3 separate regions of the Hordeum vulgare genome follow, and regions 1 and 2 are each linked to region 3. The links are chromatin contacts, called in public Hi-C and HiChIP or PLAC-seq maps. All regions are on one chromosome and are shown on one strand. Each heading gives the region's core, a stretch centred on a gene start, on an enhancer-like site or on the middle of the called end of the contact. The rest is flanking DNA. Distances are from core to core; before and after follow the strand shown.

Region 1 (4,874 bases), core at 1,846-4,345, 140 kb before region 3:
AGTGGAGTACATCCATGGGTTTTCACTCTACAGAGCGAGTCTCTGTTTTGATTCTGAATAGGCCCATTGATAGCAGACATATCATCACAGCGGGATCTTGCGCCTGTGACTTCCTTCATTGGTTTCTCAAGTGAAGACAGCAACTCCATGGAAGTGGTGTTTGCATAAACTAGTACATATTCTCGTTCGATCCACTCCCATGAATCAAATACTGCAACATATAGAAAATAAGGTCTAAGCAGAGGGCATAAATACGATTTGTAGTTCTAGACAGGGTCTAGTGTACCTTTTGAATCTGCACTTTCAGACTTTACTTTGACAACAGCAGAAGAGATAGTCTGGCATGTATCCTTTAAATCAAGAGCATGATGTGACTCAGCCACGATTTCACTGTCCCTGAGAACAATCGAGATAAATACATGACCAAGCCAAGTGCAAAGTGGAATGCTTTTAACTATTCCAAAAATGTTCAGGAAATCTAGAAAAGACTGGAGGACTGCTGCACATAGAGTAGCTGTCCCCATGTATAAAGAGCGCAAGACAAAGTCAGGGACACACTAAATCTGAATGTGATGAAAAATTCCAAATCCAATCCACATGTAGGTGCAAGGACCAAGAAAATATGTGGCTTGCATATAGGTTCAGTAGTACAGAACTTGACCATTCGCCGTGGTTTATATATTTCTTTTCGGGGTACATGTGAGGACAGCTTCTCATATGGTCAGCGGGCCTGTTTTTAGAGTTAAAACTTACAAGGCTTGATACGGAAAAAGTTCTGAAAGAAGGTAGATCACTGAAAACAACCCGATGAACTTCTGATTTTTATATACTACAGCCAGAGAAACAGGAATACCTTGCTGTTGCCAAAAACTTGTGATTAAAGAATTCCTCAAAAGGCATTCTCATTGCTGAAAAAATGGAAGAAAATTTTGATAGTTATATTAAATAGCCCAAATGGAAGTAGAACAAAGATTACTGCAATGAGATATGCCTTATTTGCGTAGAGACAAAGTGAAGTGAAAATGGCAAACTCACCTGGATCAAGGCATATGAGTCTTCTGCACAGATCAATAAACTCAGGATGTAAATCAGCCTCTATGTCTGGAGGGAAACTGAGGCCACTAGATGTCAGGACTTTTTCACGCAGCTGTAATCAGACAACAAAAACATGTAGCAGTGTTAGGCTATACATGTACTGTGACTGTACAGATCTAATTGTACAATAATACGAGCAAACCTCCACTCTATTCTCCCCAAGAAATGGCAGCTCCCCCGTTACTAGCTGGAAAAGAATGACTCCAACACTCCATAAATCTGCCTGCAAGATTTTTCCTGATAGAGATTATTGCCTGTTTATTGTTAAGATCATGGCAGATTAACTAAATATACCTTTGCATCATATTTATCCCCTCGCCAGATTTCTGGGGCCATATAATATGGAGACCCACAAAATGTGGCAGCCAAATTTTCATGCATCAGAGATCTGTAGCCAGAAGGTAATTTTCAGTTGTACATTTGCACTTATAAAAAGCTCCTTCAACCAATAAGAAAGCTCACAATGAGTACAGAGCAAAGTTGAGTATTGATAAGACCAGTAAGTCATGCCATTGTGGAAAAAGAACACTTGACAGAAAGTAACAGTTATAAATATTTTGCTTATGGTCTGCATCTCCCCAATAATTCCAATCAGAAGAGGAAGGAAGATTGTCCTATAACTGTGACACTGAGAATTAAGCTCTCACCTGGCAAACCCAAAATCACCAATTTTCAATGTAATTGCATCCCCGTCGGTTGATAGCAGAAGGTTCTACATAATTTACAGCTTAATCAGTATGGAGAAAATAATGCATCGGTAAATGATAATGGATGGAACAAATAACTGGGCCAGATAAATCACTATACAAATTTTACATGTGTAATTTGTTATTAATGACTGAAATTCAAATACAAGTGTCAAGTAGTATGAGTGAACACTGAACAGCGTGATTTTCAATGCAGTTTGGCATTTGATGGTAAACTGACATTGATTGGGAGCTATTAATGTAAGTTCAACTTTTGACCAATAATGTAAGTTCAGTTGATAATTATGGAAACCCTTTAACATAGGATCATTACTTTAGTTTTGGCTCTTGTTACCCAAAAATAAACACCACAAATCACCAATCGGGCCCAATTAACAACAGATTCCAACCAAAAATGCCTAAAAAGTTGACCCCCAGACCAACCGTAAACCCTAAGAAATCCAGTAGAAAAGGCCGTAAGATCTAACCTGGGGTTTGAGGTCCCGGTGCACGATCCTCTTGCCCCTCAGCACCTTGAGCCCCTCGGCTGATCATCCAAAACAACACACGGCAGTGAAGCAAAATAGGCGCATCAAAACATACACATCCCAGTATATACAGTAATAACAAGGGGAAAGGGGACTGTCGATTGGGAACATACCGAGCTGCCGGGCGAAGTCCCTGGCGGTGGCCTCCGGCAGCCGGTTGCGCGGCCCGCCGTGCGTTAGCCTGTAGGCCTCGAGGTCACCCCCGTCGCAGTACTCCAGCACCAGGAACAGCTTCTCCCCCGTCTGCGGTGAAAATCGCGGGGCATTTTTTTACCACACCGAGTTCGACCGCAACCACCAGACACCAGTGGTGCGGACTGCCGGGGCTGGAGATTTGGGAGGGAGGGGGGGTTAGTGCTGCCTACCTCGATGGTGTCGATGAGGCGGAGGATGTTGGGGTGGGAGAGGCTGCCGAGGATGCTCATCTCCTGGAGGATGCCGCGGCGGACGTGGTCGTCGACCCGGCGGCGGTCGATCTCCTTGACGGCGACCCGCGCCCCGGTGGTGGCGTGCACCGCGCGGAACACCTCCGCGAACGTCCCCTTCCCCACCATCTCCCCGAGCTCGTACTCCCCCACCACCACCCGCGGCGGCCGCGGCGACGCCGGGCCCTCCTCCATCGCGCCTCCGCCTCCGCGCGCAGCCGGGGCCTGGTCGGGCACGGCGAGTTCGTTCGTGTTGGGGGCGGGCGGGCGGGCGAGCGAGGGAGGCGAGAGCGTGTACTGCTGCCGTGCCGGTGGTGGTTTGGATTACGGAACGGGGCCCGCGTGCTGGTGGTGGCCTCGCCAGACGGGGGAAAGGATATTTGCGGGCCGTGGCGGTCAATCTAGCCAGTGGGGCCCCGCATGTCAGAAACCTGCGATGGGATACGGTTTTGGTGCAGCATACCTCGCTCGAAGCCACTTGGGCTCTCACTGACGGCCCGGGCGCGGATACGGCGGGCCATGCTGTCAGTGGGTGCGGACGGCTTACTTTTTCTTTATTGTACTGTATGTATGTATGTATGCTCGGGTGGGGGGCCTACCGGTGGGGAAGCGGGGACCGTGTGGGCCTTTCGGAGCTCTTTTTAAACGGCTTTCTCTGCCCATCGGTGTCGTGTGGCACAAGCTGTTGCTTCGTAGCAGAGGCTAGTAGTGCGGTGACGTGACAGGTGTCGTGTGGGATGCGGCGTGCCTGCCGCTGCCTCGCGCTACCTTTTGCATTGCGCGCACAAGCGGTTTGCCAAAAGAAAACGAACGCCAAAGTTAATAGGAGCAACTTCAACGCATCGATCTAAATTAACACGTGTTTTGATCGTCGCTTATCTTCTTTTGCGTTTGAGTCGACCGGACATCCAATACGCGAATGTATTTTGAGGCCCGCTTGCCTTGTTTCTACAAACATATGTAAATTTGATTAATACTGTACTACTTTACATAATTGAAACAAAATACAAACATTTTATAAAGTTTTACAACCAAACAAATATCTTATAGTTTTACAAGCCAAATAAGAATAAAATTGTCTCAAATCTCCCCTAATAATAATAAAGCGCGTAGCGCTTCTGCCGCACGTCGTCGATTTTTTTACAAAAACACCCCTCGCTTTTTCGGTATTCAACCCGCAGTTCGTTTTTAAGTCAAAAAAACGAATCTTTTTTGCAAACCCCCTGATGTTTCACGTAATCAACCCGCGGTCCGGATTTAAGTCAGAAAACGAATCGTTTTTTTTGCAATTTTCTATAAAAAACTGATGTTTCACGTAATCAACCCGCCCTTTGTATTTTAACAAACAAAACCCTAACTTTTCAGTTAATCAATCCACATTTTATCTAAAACAAAATTATCCATATCTTTCAAACCGTAACTCCGATTTTAACATGTTATATATGAAATTTGATTAAAAAAATGCGTAGAATCTAAATAGGATGTTATTTTTAGCTGTTGAATACTTCTTAAATATTATTTCTGGGGCAAACTTAATATGTAGTGCACGATCCTTTTTTTTCTCTCTTTCCGGCGACGATATGAATTGCAATAAACATCCATTAAATTAAAACCAAATTGAGAGGAAAGAAAACATCGTTAACAACACATGCACACCTTTGGAAAACCTCGTGGGGAGAAACAACATATTTCTCATCTTATTCCGAGTGACTGTATATTCAAACGTGTTTTCATTGTGTGAGCACTAAAGTCATCGTCGGCAACACAAATGTGATATCATGTGAAAATATATTGCGTTCACAGCATGTGTTATTTTCTCTTCCGTTGCAACGCACGTGCTCTTTTGCTAGTACATATATTAAAAGATACATCTCTTGGTTGTCAACATGACCCACATATGCTCAATCAAATCATCTTGCGGTTGAATATGGGTTTTTTCAATCATGGATTTGATGATGAAACTGAATGAACTATGCAAACGTTGTCGTTCCTCCATGCTCAATCATAACAATGTCAACCTAAAATTCAAACCCTTTCTCATGCATACGTTCCACGCGCTCCTTTTCTACTATCATTTTGCGTGATCACACAAGCACCCATCACCTCTCACGACTTCTTGG
Region 2 (4,726 bases), core at 1,695-4,194, 160 kb before region 3:
GGAGGAAAAAAGAAAAGGCACCCTGCGTCTGCACTGCGCGCGCTACTACTGTGGCTTGCTCTTCTTCACTGTCGCGGCCGGCCGGTTGAACAGCGGCCGTGCATGTTATACAGGCTAGCCGCAGTAGTAGAGCTGGCGAGCCTGGCCGAGGCCAGGACCGGCCGGCGTTGTGCTGTGCATGCCGCCGTGGTCGCCGGCCCGCCGCGCTCTGACAAACATCGGCATCCGTCTCCATGCTCATCTGCTCTGCCACTTTGACTTATCGTCGCCTACGTGCTGCATGCATGCCAATCTGCTCGCTACCAAACTCCTTGAACTACGGGATAGTACATGTTAGCTCGGCGTCGTCGTCGCCGCCGCCCATTCGCCGTCGGGCGCCTCAGCTAGCAGCATGAGCCGGCGGCGTAGGCGAAGATCTGGTGCACCACCGTCGCCACCTCGTCGGCCGTCGACACCTCGCACCCGTCCTCCATCTGCACACGGAGCATCAACCAGAATCAGTCACAAATTCACCGTAGAAACGACCGTTATCTTCTCCCATGAGGGAAATGCATGGCAATGGGATATGTACAAGATCGTTAGGTTGGACATGCATGCATGTAGATGTAGTCAGTGTATTTGGATGTTTGTTTGATCCATGACAAGAAGAACAAGACACGGGACGAAAGCTGGGGCTTGTAATCACCTACTTGTCCATTAAGCCGGGCTGTCTGTACTACGCTGTACCCGGCGTCCATCGTATTCGAACGCTCCAGCTACATACAGACCTTCAATACACACTCACTACTAATCCTATCTCTAACGGAAAGTGTACGTTCGTACGAGAGGGCCGCTGCCGATCTCGCTCGAAACCCCAGGCCACGCTCCAGTCCAGGAGCAAAAACGGCGAGTTCGCTTTCCGCATGCAGGTACCACACACATACGCATGACACATCATGCATCATGGAACACACAAACACTGGTCATCTGCATGTTAGATTCCAAGTTTTCAGTGACGATGACATATCTCGTGTAATCAGTTTTGATTCTCGCTCTAAATGGTTAACGGCAAGTATAGCCTGTAATGAGAACAAAATGGCGACTATTTGCGACAGTGGAATGCAATGAATGAAGAACGAAAACGGTGGAGCAGGAAAGCAATGGGGGGCGGGCCGGCGGTTAAAGTTGAGCAAAGTCAAGACGAGACGTAAAACTGGTGTAGCTTTGAGATGATTGGCTCGCTACCTTAAGGTTGAAGCAGTAGACGACGGCGTCGTGGCCCACGGAGGTGACGGCGAGGTGCAGGACGGCCATGCGGAGGTTCTCCATGGCGGCCACGGCCCGCACGAGCCGCCCTGGCCACCGCCTCCCCGCGACGCGCACCCTCACGTGGCCCCCCACCGCGGACATCGCCTCCACGTCCACGCCGCCGCCGATGCCGCGGGCCTCCGAGAAGCTCGTGTACTGCGGCGACACGAACACGCCGTCCGATGCCGCCGTGGCCGCCGTGCCCACGGGGCCCTCGCCGCGCTGAGCTGCCGCTAACGCCTGCAGCGCCACCAGCTGCTGCTCCAGCTGCTTCACGTAGTCGATGGCTCCCCCCACCACCGTCGCTTGGTCACCCTAGGTAGGGTGCATTGCAAACGTTAGCAAGAAAGGAAAAGGATCGGGGAGGTGACAAATTAATCTCATTTGCTGAGTGCGCATGCTTGGCTTACTCGTGGGATGTAGTCGGAGGGGATGAGGGAGCGGAGGGAGGCGAGGTGGTCGTTCATGAGGCGGCGGCGGTTGCGCTCGACGGCGATGTGGGTCATCCGCTGGCACTCGGCCTCCTCCGGCTTCTTGCGCTTCTCCGGCGGAGGCGCGGCGCGCGGGCGCGTCCTCGGCCGCTTCCTCCGCTTCGCCGCGGGCGCCTCGATCGCAGGGGGCGCCGGCAGCTGCGTGACGCAGCTCTCGAGCAGGTCGACGTCGGACGCAGCCGGCCGGCACGCGAAGCCAGCGCCGCCGCTGTAAGACTCCCGCTTCGCACCTGGTCCACCGTCGCCCATGGCGCCCTGGAGCAGCGCCAGGAAAGGCACCTGCGCGGCGCTCGCGCTCGCCGCCGCCTGGTCCGCCCAGCACTGATCCATCACCGCCACCACCACCATGAGCCAAGAAGAAGGACCGGCAACAGCACAGGGAAGAAAGCAACACGTTAGCAAGAAAAGGCAACCGCGGCAACGCCATAAAAGAGACGCTACGACGAGGAGGCATTGAATGGCGCGAGCGTGCGCGCGCAGGGCTAGCTAGGCTAGGCTAGGCTAGCCATCAACGGTCAGGGCCATTGGAGCAGCACTGGGGAAGGAGCAGATGAGGCACTAAACTAGACTAGACGCACGCAGGAGAAGGGAAGGGAAGCTGCCATGCCGCAGCAAGCGGGCGGTGGCACTTAATACGACGGTCTCTCCATGCCGCAGAGACCTCGAATGGAAGCTGCGCGCGCGCACGCACGCTCAATTACTAGGGCGAATTGAAGGGGAAGAGGAGTAGTGCGGGGCTTACCAGGGAAGTGAGGATGGGGCCTTGCAGCTGCATCCTCTCCATTACTGCTAGATGGAGCGTGTCTAGGCAGCAAACAGGGTTAGCAATAACTGCGCTAATGAGTAATGAGCCCCTGGGGCAGCGAGCGAGCGACCGAGCAACAGCGGCTCCTCCTCCTCCTCTCTTGCTGCTGCTGCTCCTCCTCCTTCTTCACCAGTGTAAGTGGAGCAGCTCTACTGTTGCAATAAATATGGTCTCCCCTCCCTCCCACTCTACTTGTAGCAGCAGCAGTGGCAAGGCAATGGCAAGGGAGGCCAACAACCTAAGATAGGGGACGGAGGAGTTGTCTCTTGTTGCATGTGTGGGGTGAGAGAGAGAGATGGATGGAGCTGGTAGGCCATGGCAGTAGGCAGGGATTAATTTGAAGCGATTGATCAGTGTAACAAGTGAATGAGTTATTGACGGTGCAGGCGGCGGCAGGGGGCTGAGGAGGAAGAAGGTAGGGAGCGTGGATTGGCGCGGGGGATTTGTCCGGCACGAGGACAGCGGCAGGCCATGGGTGGGCCGTGGGCGCCGGCAGGTCCGCCCGCTTTGCGCCCCTGCCTTGGCTTGGCCGCCCTCCAGCTCTCTCTTTGCAGCCGTGCCTTTCACATTCAAACCCTTACCCTATTTTTATGTAAAGACATGCACATAGATCATGTAACACCAATTCATCAGCAATTCAACAAACCAAAATAAATCACGATTCAACAATCAACACATGCCAAAATAAAGTTATACAATTCATACATAGACACATGACACACGTGGGCATGTGTTTTCCAACGTTGTCCGCGATTGTTGGAGTTAGAGCATCTTCAACAGTCTGTATGTTCAATCGTTGATATAAGTATTCACATCAACAACCAACATCACATCATACAGGCTCTTCAATGGAGTGTATGTTAATCGCATGTAAAATAACTAAGCGGGTTCATTAAACATGGAAGAAATAACCATGCTTGCCTCGGAGCTTGTGCGTGAACCGTTGTTTTAAGTTCATACCATTCCATTCTCTCTCTTCTTTTATTATGCGTCATGTCATCAAAATCATCTATGTGTCAATTTTACCAACGATGATCATACAACCATTGAAGATGCCCTTATGGTGAGTCGTACGCCATGTCCTCGATGGTGGCCGCTTCCTCCTACATCCACGCACCTCTAATGCCCGACCATTGCAAGTTTGAAACGACGTAGGGTATGGCTGAGGGTGGGTACCTTCTTGTGGCGAGGGCGGACACCGTAGCCGCAAAGTCCATGTTGGCGGCCTCCCTTCTCCGGAGCTTCCTTCTTGGCACCTTCATGGGCGCGTTGCCTGGTATCGTGCCCAGATTGCTTGCGACGGTTGGGGCCCTCAGGGAATTCGTCGAGCCATAGTCCATGGTGGTGGGGGACGGGATAGTGGGCTTCGACATCTTGGATGACACACAAATATGGCAACACAGACGCAAAGCAATGGTGGAGGATGGCGATGCTCGGAGGCGGGAATGTGAGGCAAACGAGGAAGTTGTGATCGATTCGGTTGACTTGGTCAGTTTGAAGGAATTTGGAGTCGAACCGACCTGGTGGATCGTTCCTGGCGGACGCGTGTTCACACATACCCATATACACCCCAAACAAGGACTAGATATGACGGTGCCTAACAGCCCGAACATTTAGGTTGGATTTGAGGGGTACGGTTGAGTGGTGTTTTTTGTCCAGGCTATCCAGGGCGAGTGAAGGGGTGGTGTGGGGGCTGCAGATACTCGGGTTTAGGGTTAGGGTAAGGTGTAACACGACTTATCTTTATGTTTGAAGGCTAGATCACATGTTCTCATCCCCATATGAAGTGGTTGTAGGCATCAAAACCGACATATCTCGGGTAGGGGGGTCTGAGCTGTGAGATCGGATCAAAGGTAACATGAGACAAAGAATGCACGGCTTTTTACCGAGGGCCCTCTTGATGGAGGTAAAACCTTCGTCTTGCTCTTGTTGTATTGATGTTGTATCAATTACGAAGTTTATCTACCTCGAGATCGAGAGATTGTGGGCTAAAACCTAGGGGTTATGATGCATGTATATGTATCATCATGATCTATCGACTGACCTTAACTTATATGATGCACGAGAGGCCTAGGATAATAAGAGTCATAGTCGACTACGTCAGTGGGGAGAGTCATTGTCTTGATCACCAAGTGTTGTAGAA
Region 3 (4,791 bases), core at 76-2,575:
GATGTCATAACTGCGGGTAGCCGCGTGGCCATGTGTCGGGCGCCTGGCCGTTCGGCATAGGAACAGATCAAATCAAATGTCAATCATATCGATATAGACATGGGATATATGTGGATCGCTTGCCGGCGGCCACCGCTGCGATCGTTGGCTTTTCTTGGCTGTTCGAAAGTCGGGACAACAAAACCAGCCGACGAGAGGAGACGGTTTCCTAATCAATTGTTCTTTGAGCAAACCCTAATCAGGGGATGGAATTGCTATGTTCATCATATAGCCGGATCGATTGATCGTGCGTGCGTGCGTGCGTAAGTGCCTACCGTGTGCAGCAAACGTTCTTGATGTGGGCTGCAACGTACATAAGCGGCAGTACACGGATCGAATGGATCAGCGTTGAGCACGAGAGCCTTCTAAAGACAGATTTCATGGCCGTGTAGCACTTCTGCTTGCCTACCCTGATGCCTTGACCGTGTAGCATGTGCCACAGGGTGGGCCTATTGGGCTCCGCCCACACAGGACACAGTAGTGGCAGCCTTTCCTCACTGTCTTTCACACTCACCTTCCATCCCTGTCCCGTGTCCTGTCACTGTGCGTACCGTAATGTAACTTGCCCTGCTTCGATCGAAAGTTAAAAAAGGAGCACGAACCTGGACGTGTTTTAATTTCGATTTTCTCTTCTGGATGGGAAGCGGCCAGGTTCGGTTCCATTCCACGGACGGACCGGCGGAGCGCCTGTGCCGGCAAGGTGGCAAAGCATCTGCTCATCTTCGCCCGCGTCGTGTCGTGGAGACCGTTGAGCACGTGTAGTGTACCTATATAACCACCTTTGGAACTTGATGCTCCATGCATCGGGACTCACTCGCTCCTTGTCCTGTCCACGGAGAGCAGTCATTTTTCGCCAACTTTATTATTATTAGGCGTAACTTTCTTTTTATTGCCTGGACAAAAACTGAATTAACTCTGAACTCCGAAGTACTGCATCTCACCTACAATGGTGGATGGGAAGCAAGCAGTATACACACTGAAACTAATTACCGTGGTCGTGGCCGGGACACGTGGCACGCAATGAGACCGACACGGTCGTCCCTGGAGTCACCTCTGGCACCCTCAAAAAAAAAAAAGATTCACCTCTGGCCCGGGGCCCCACACCACAGTAGCTGAGTAGCAGTACGACTCGGTCCTCGCGGCGCACGACCGCTCAGGGCCAGGGCAAACAACAACAACAACCCCTGACGGGCGGGCCCCACGCGAGGTGGGTCGGGCCGGGCCGGGCCGGGCCTCGTGGTCGCGAGGGCTCGCGGCGACGCGTCCATTAATTCGGGATCCTCCTCCGACCTCCGTCCTCCTCCCCTCGCCATATCGGAGAGAGAGAGAGAGAGGGGAAGAGGAGTGGAGACCAGCAGCAGAGAGGGAGAAGAGAAAGAGTAGCGTTGATACACCGTCGAATCGAATCGGATCGGATCGGACCGGGGACAGGGGCCGGGAGCGGGAAGGAGACCGCCGCCGTCCTATCACCCCCATATCGGAATCGCATTCGCATCTCACTCCTCCCCCCCCACTCGCCGGTCGCTTCGATTGCGTGATTCGTACGGTTTATCACCGCCTCTTTCTCTTCCGCTCTCTCGCACGCCACCGCCATCGCCAGGAGCTGCTCCCTCCCGCGGCGCCGCCACCGGCAGAGCAGCAGCAGCAGCAGTAGTGCCAACATTCGTTTCCCCCCCTTCCCCTCCCCTCTCCTCTCCCCGCTCCTTCTTCTGATTCTGCTGCTGGTTGTTTGGTGTGCTGGTTGTGCGTGACGATTTGTTTGCTGTGCTTGCAGCTGCGGGCGGTGGAGATGGCGGGAGGAGGAGGAGGAGGTGGCGCGGGCGAGCACCCGGGGGCGGTGTCCTACTGGTACGACGCCTGCGAGGACGACGAGGACGCGTCGCTGCTGTGCGGCATCGACTTCGCCTCGTCCGCCGACTTCGACCCGGGGCTCATGCCCTTGCCCGCCATGGACTGCGGCATCGACTTCGCCGCCTCCGCGGATTTCAACCCCGGCTTCATGCCCGCCATGGACTGCGGCGGCGTAGACGACGGATTCGTCGCCGAGATCGACCGGATTCTCGAGAGCATCGACGCCGAGACAGCCCCCGCGCCACAGCCCCCGCCTGTGGCTCCCCCGCAACCGCCGGCGGAGCGGGTGCAGGAGGCTGCTGCTATTGCGGCTGTGGCCAACAATGCCGTGGCGGTGGTGTGCTCGGAGCAGAGGAGCCAGGCCGGCGGGCCCAGGAACGAGGCGAGAAGCGTCGAGGCGAGGAAGGAGACGAGAAGCGTCGGGCCGAGGAAGGAGACGACAAGCGCCGAGCCGAGGAAGGAGACGAGAAGGGAGACGCAAGGCGGTTCGGCGAACGGCGGTCGCGGCGGGGAGTGGAGAGACGGGAAGCGTCCTCGGCTCGCCCCTGGGGCTGACGGGGGCCCACGCCCTGATTCCCGGCGGCGCCCGATGCTGCCGCCGCCCTCGCGTGGCTGGGATGAACGGCGCGGGAGGCGCGACTTCGTCGACAGGCCTCGCAAGCGCGACCGCGACCGCGACAGTAACCCTGCCCACCGGCGCGAGGCTCGAGGATTCTGGGAGCGGGACCGCGGCGGCAAGATGGTGTTCCGCCCTGGCACCTGGGAGCAGGAGTCTGAGCGCGAGGGAAAGCGTGCCAGGACACAGAACGGAGGCTCCATGGAGAAGAATGCAGACGCAGATAAGGCGGCTTCCGCCCACAAGGAGAAGCCTCTCGCCGAGGAGCAGGCCAGACATTACCAGTTGGAGGTGCTCGAGCAAGCAAAGAGCAGGAACACAATAGCCTTCCTCGAGACCGGCGCAGGGAAGACCCTCATTGCTGTGCTGCTCATCAAAAGCATATGTGACAAAATGATGAAGGAGAACAGGAAAATACTTGCCGTGTTCTTGGTTCCCAAGGTGCCTCTTGTGTATCAGGTACATACATACATATACGACCGAGCTTCCAGTGATTAAGGTTTCATATCTTGTGGGTGTAACCGTGTTGCTGAAATTGCAGCAAGCTGAGGTGATACGCGAGAGGACTGGCTATCGGGTTGGGCACTACTGCGGAGAGATGGGTCAGGATTTCTGGGATGCTAGGAAGTGGCAGCGAGAGTTTGATTCCAAACAGGTCATTCTTCTCACTTCCACCCCCTTCCATACCGTTCTTATTGCTGTGTATAATGTGCCTGCGACCTAGCTCTATGCTAAACATTTGCTTAAATCTTCATATCATTTTGGAACGACGTTAGGCTGGTTATCCTCTAGGAAGCATTGACAAGGGATACTGCAATTTCTAGAAACAGTCATAGGTGATACGGAATAATTAATAAAATCCATGTAATAAAGACAGAATGATTTTGAGATATCACATGAGATCAAAATACTGCCCCATTTGTTGTCTCTGTGCCTCTTTTCATGCCCTCAATTGCCTCAATCCCTGTGTATTTGGAATCAACACTTCAACTATAGCAGCCACAGCCAGCACCAGCAGTAGCTAGCCAGCAGCAATCAATACTTAAGCAGCAGCAGCCAGCCAGCAAGCATGCTGCACACACACAAGCAAGCACCCCCATACCAGAGGAGAGCAGGGGATTCGGGAACAGGGGAAGTTACCTTGCTTTGCTTGACTCCAGGCGATGGAGGCGTTGGAAGTGATGTCCAGGTGCGGTCGTGCGCTCGATCCAGTCCTCCATTGAATAGCACGGGATGAGAGCTGTCTGTTAGGGTTAGTAGTTGGGCTTTACCGGGCTACACCATTCCCATGTCCCCGACGTATCAACGGCGTCCTAGCAGCGTACCTTTATTTATTTATTTTTAGTCAGAAAATGGGGATACACATATCCTGTGTATCACGTATCACACGTTTATATGCGGATACAGCAGATTTTGAAGTATTGGTGCTTTTTAGATTATGGTTAACGATGCTGTTAATTGGTCAGGTACTCTTTTTATTTATTTATTTACGGCAATTGCATTGATTATGTATCACATATATAATGTTCATATTTTTTGGCAAGACTACATGCTGGTCGTATTTCTTGCCTGATTTGAACTGCCTTTGGAATAGGCTATGTTTCTAATCAACTACTCCGTATATAATTATTTTTTTGGCAAAATTATGAATCTTTTTTAAATCGTGTCTGCAATGCTTAGTATTGTGCATTCACACATGTCGAGGCCGCTCATTTTACAGCATATTTGCACAATGTGTGTATGACGCACATCCATCTATGGAAACAATTTTGCACTTTACCATGTATGATTCGCTTACATTAAACAGAGCCCTTTTATGCAGGTACTAGTTATGACAGCTCAAATTTTGTTAAACATCCTCAGGCACAGTATTATTAAAATGGACGCCATACATCTTTTAATTTTAGACGAGTGCCATCATGCAGTGAAAAAGCATCCATATTCTCTAGTGATGTCAGAATTTTATCACACAACTCCGAAGGATAAGAGACCAGTTGTTTTTGGTATGACAGCTTCTCCTGTCAACCTAAAGGGTACTGCTCTGCTCTTTTTCTCCTGCTACCTTTTCCCCTTTCCATTTTTTCACTCACTTTCATGTTTAGAATTCCATCTCCTTGTTTTTCTGATGCTATTTGTACTATTATATCTGCACAGGAGTCACTAGCCAAGAAGATTGTGCCATCAAGATAAGAAATCTTGAGAGTAAACTGGATTCCGTTGTTTGTACTATCAAGGATCGGAAGGAGCTTGAGAAACATGTTCCCATGCCTTCTGAAGTTGTTGTC

What was found. A called contact is a pair of places that touch in the nucleus more often than the background predicts. HiChIP or PLAC-seq counts read pairs in DNA pulled down with a chosen protein or histone mark.
Region 1: a contact with region 3 is called in a Hi-C map of leaf, with 7 times the contacts expected there. The contact joins the promoter of LOC123449882 here to the promoter of LOC123449883 in region 3. A contact is called at or near these places in 5 of 6 Hi-C or Micro-C datasets (leaf, seedling and an unstated tissue) and 1 of 1 datasets of contacts at active chromatin or transcription factors (embryo).
Region 2: a contact with region 3 is called in an H3K4me3 HiChIP or PLAC-seq map of embryo, with 4 times the contacts expected there. The contact joins the promoter of LOC123449881 here to the promoter of LOC123449883 in region 3. A contact is called at or near these places in 1 of 6 Hi-C or Micro-C datasets (seedling) and 1 of 1 datasets of contacts at active chromatin or transcription factors (embryo).

What each region holds. Positions count from the first base shown.
Region 1 is chr4H:594,982,504-594,987,377 of MorexV3_pseudomolecules_assembly, forward strand. LOC123449882 (serine/threonine-protein kinase ATG1a-like) reads right to left here and starts at 3,096. Exons shown (of 13, transcript XM_045127241.1): 1 at 2,695-3,096; 2 at 2,443-2,572; 3 at 2,270-2,328; 4 at 1,743-1,807; 5 at 1,390-1,483; 6 at 1,238-1,318; 7 at 1,036-1,147; 8 at 854-908; 9 at 287-396; 10 at 1-211. The coding sequence starts at 2,949.
Region 2 is chr4H:594,964,989-594,969,714 of MorexV3_pseudomolecules_assembly, forward strand. It overlaps LOC123449881 (transcription factor bHLH57-like), which reads right to left and starts at 2,945. Exons shown (of 4, transcript XM_045127240.1): 1 at 2,521-2,945; 2 at 1,698-2,099; 3 at 1,225-1,602; 4 at 1-473. The coding sequence starts at 2,562. The coding sequence ends at 384.
Region 3 is chr4H:595,122,662-595,127,452 of MorexV3_pseudomolecules_assembly, forward strand. It overlaps LOC123449883 (endoribonuclease Dicer homolog 1), which reads left to right and starts at 1,326. Exons shown (of 20, transcript XM_045127243.1): 1 at 1,326-1,689; 2 at 1,814-2,965; 3 at 3,048-3,161; 4 at 4,329-4,539; 5 at 4,661-4,791. The coding sequence starts at 1,829.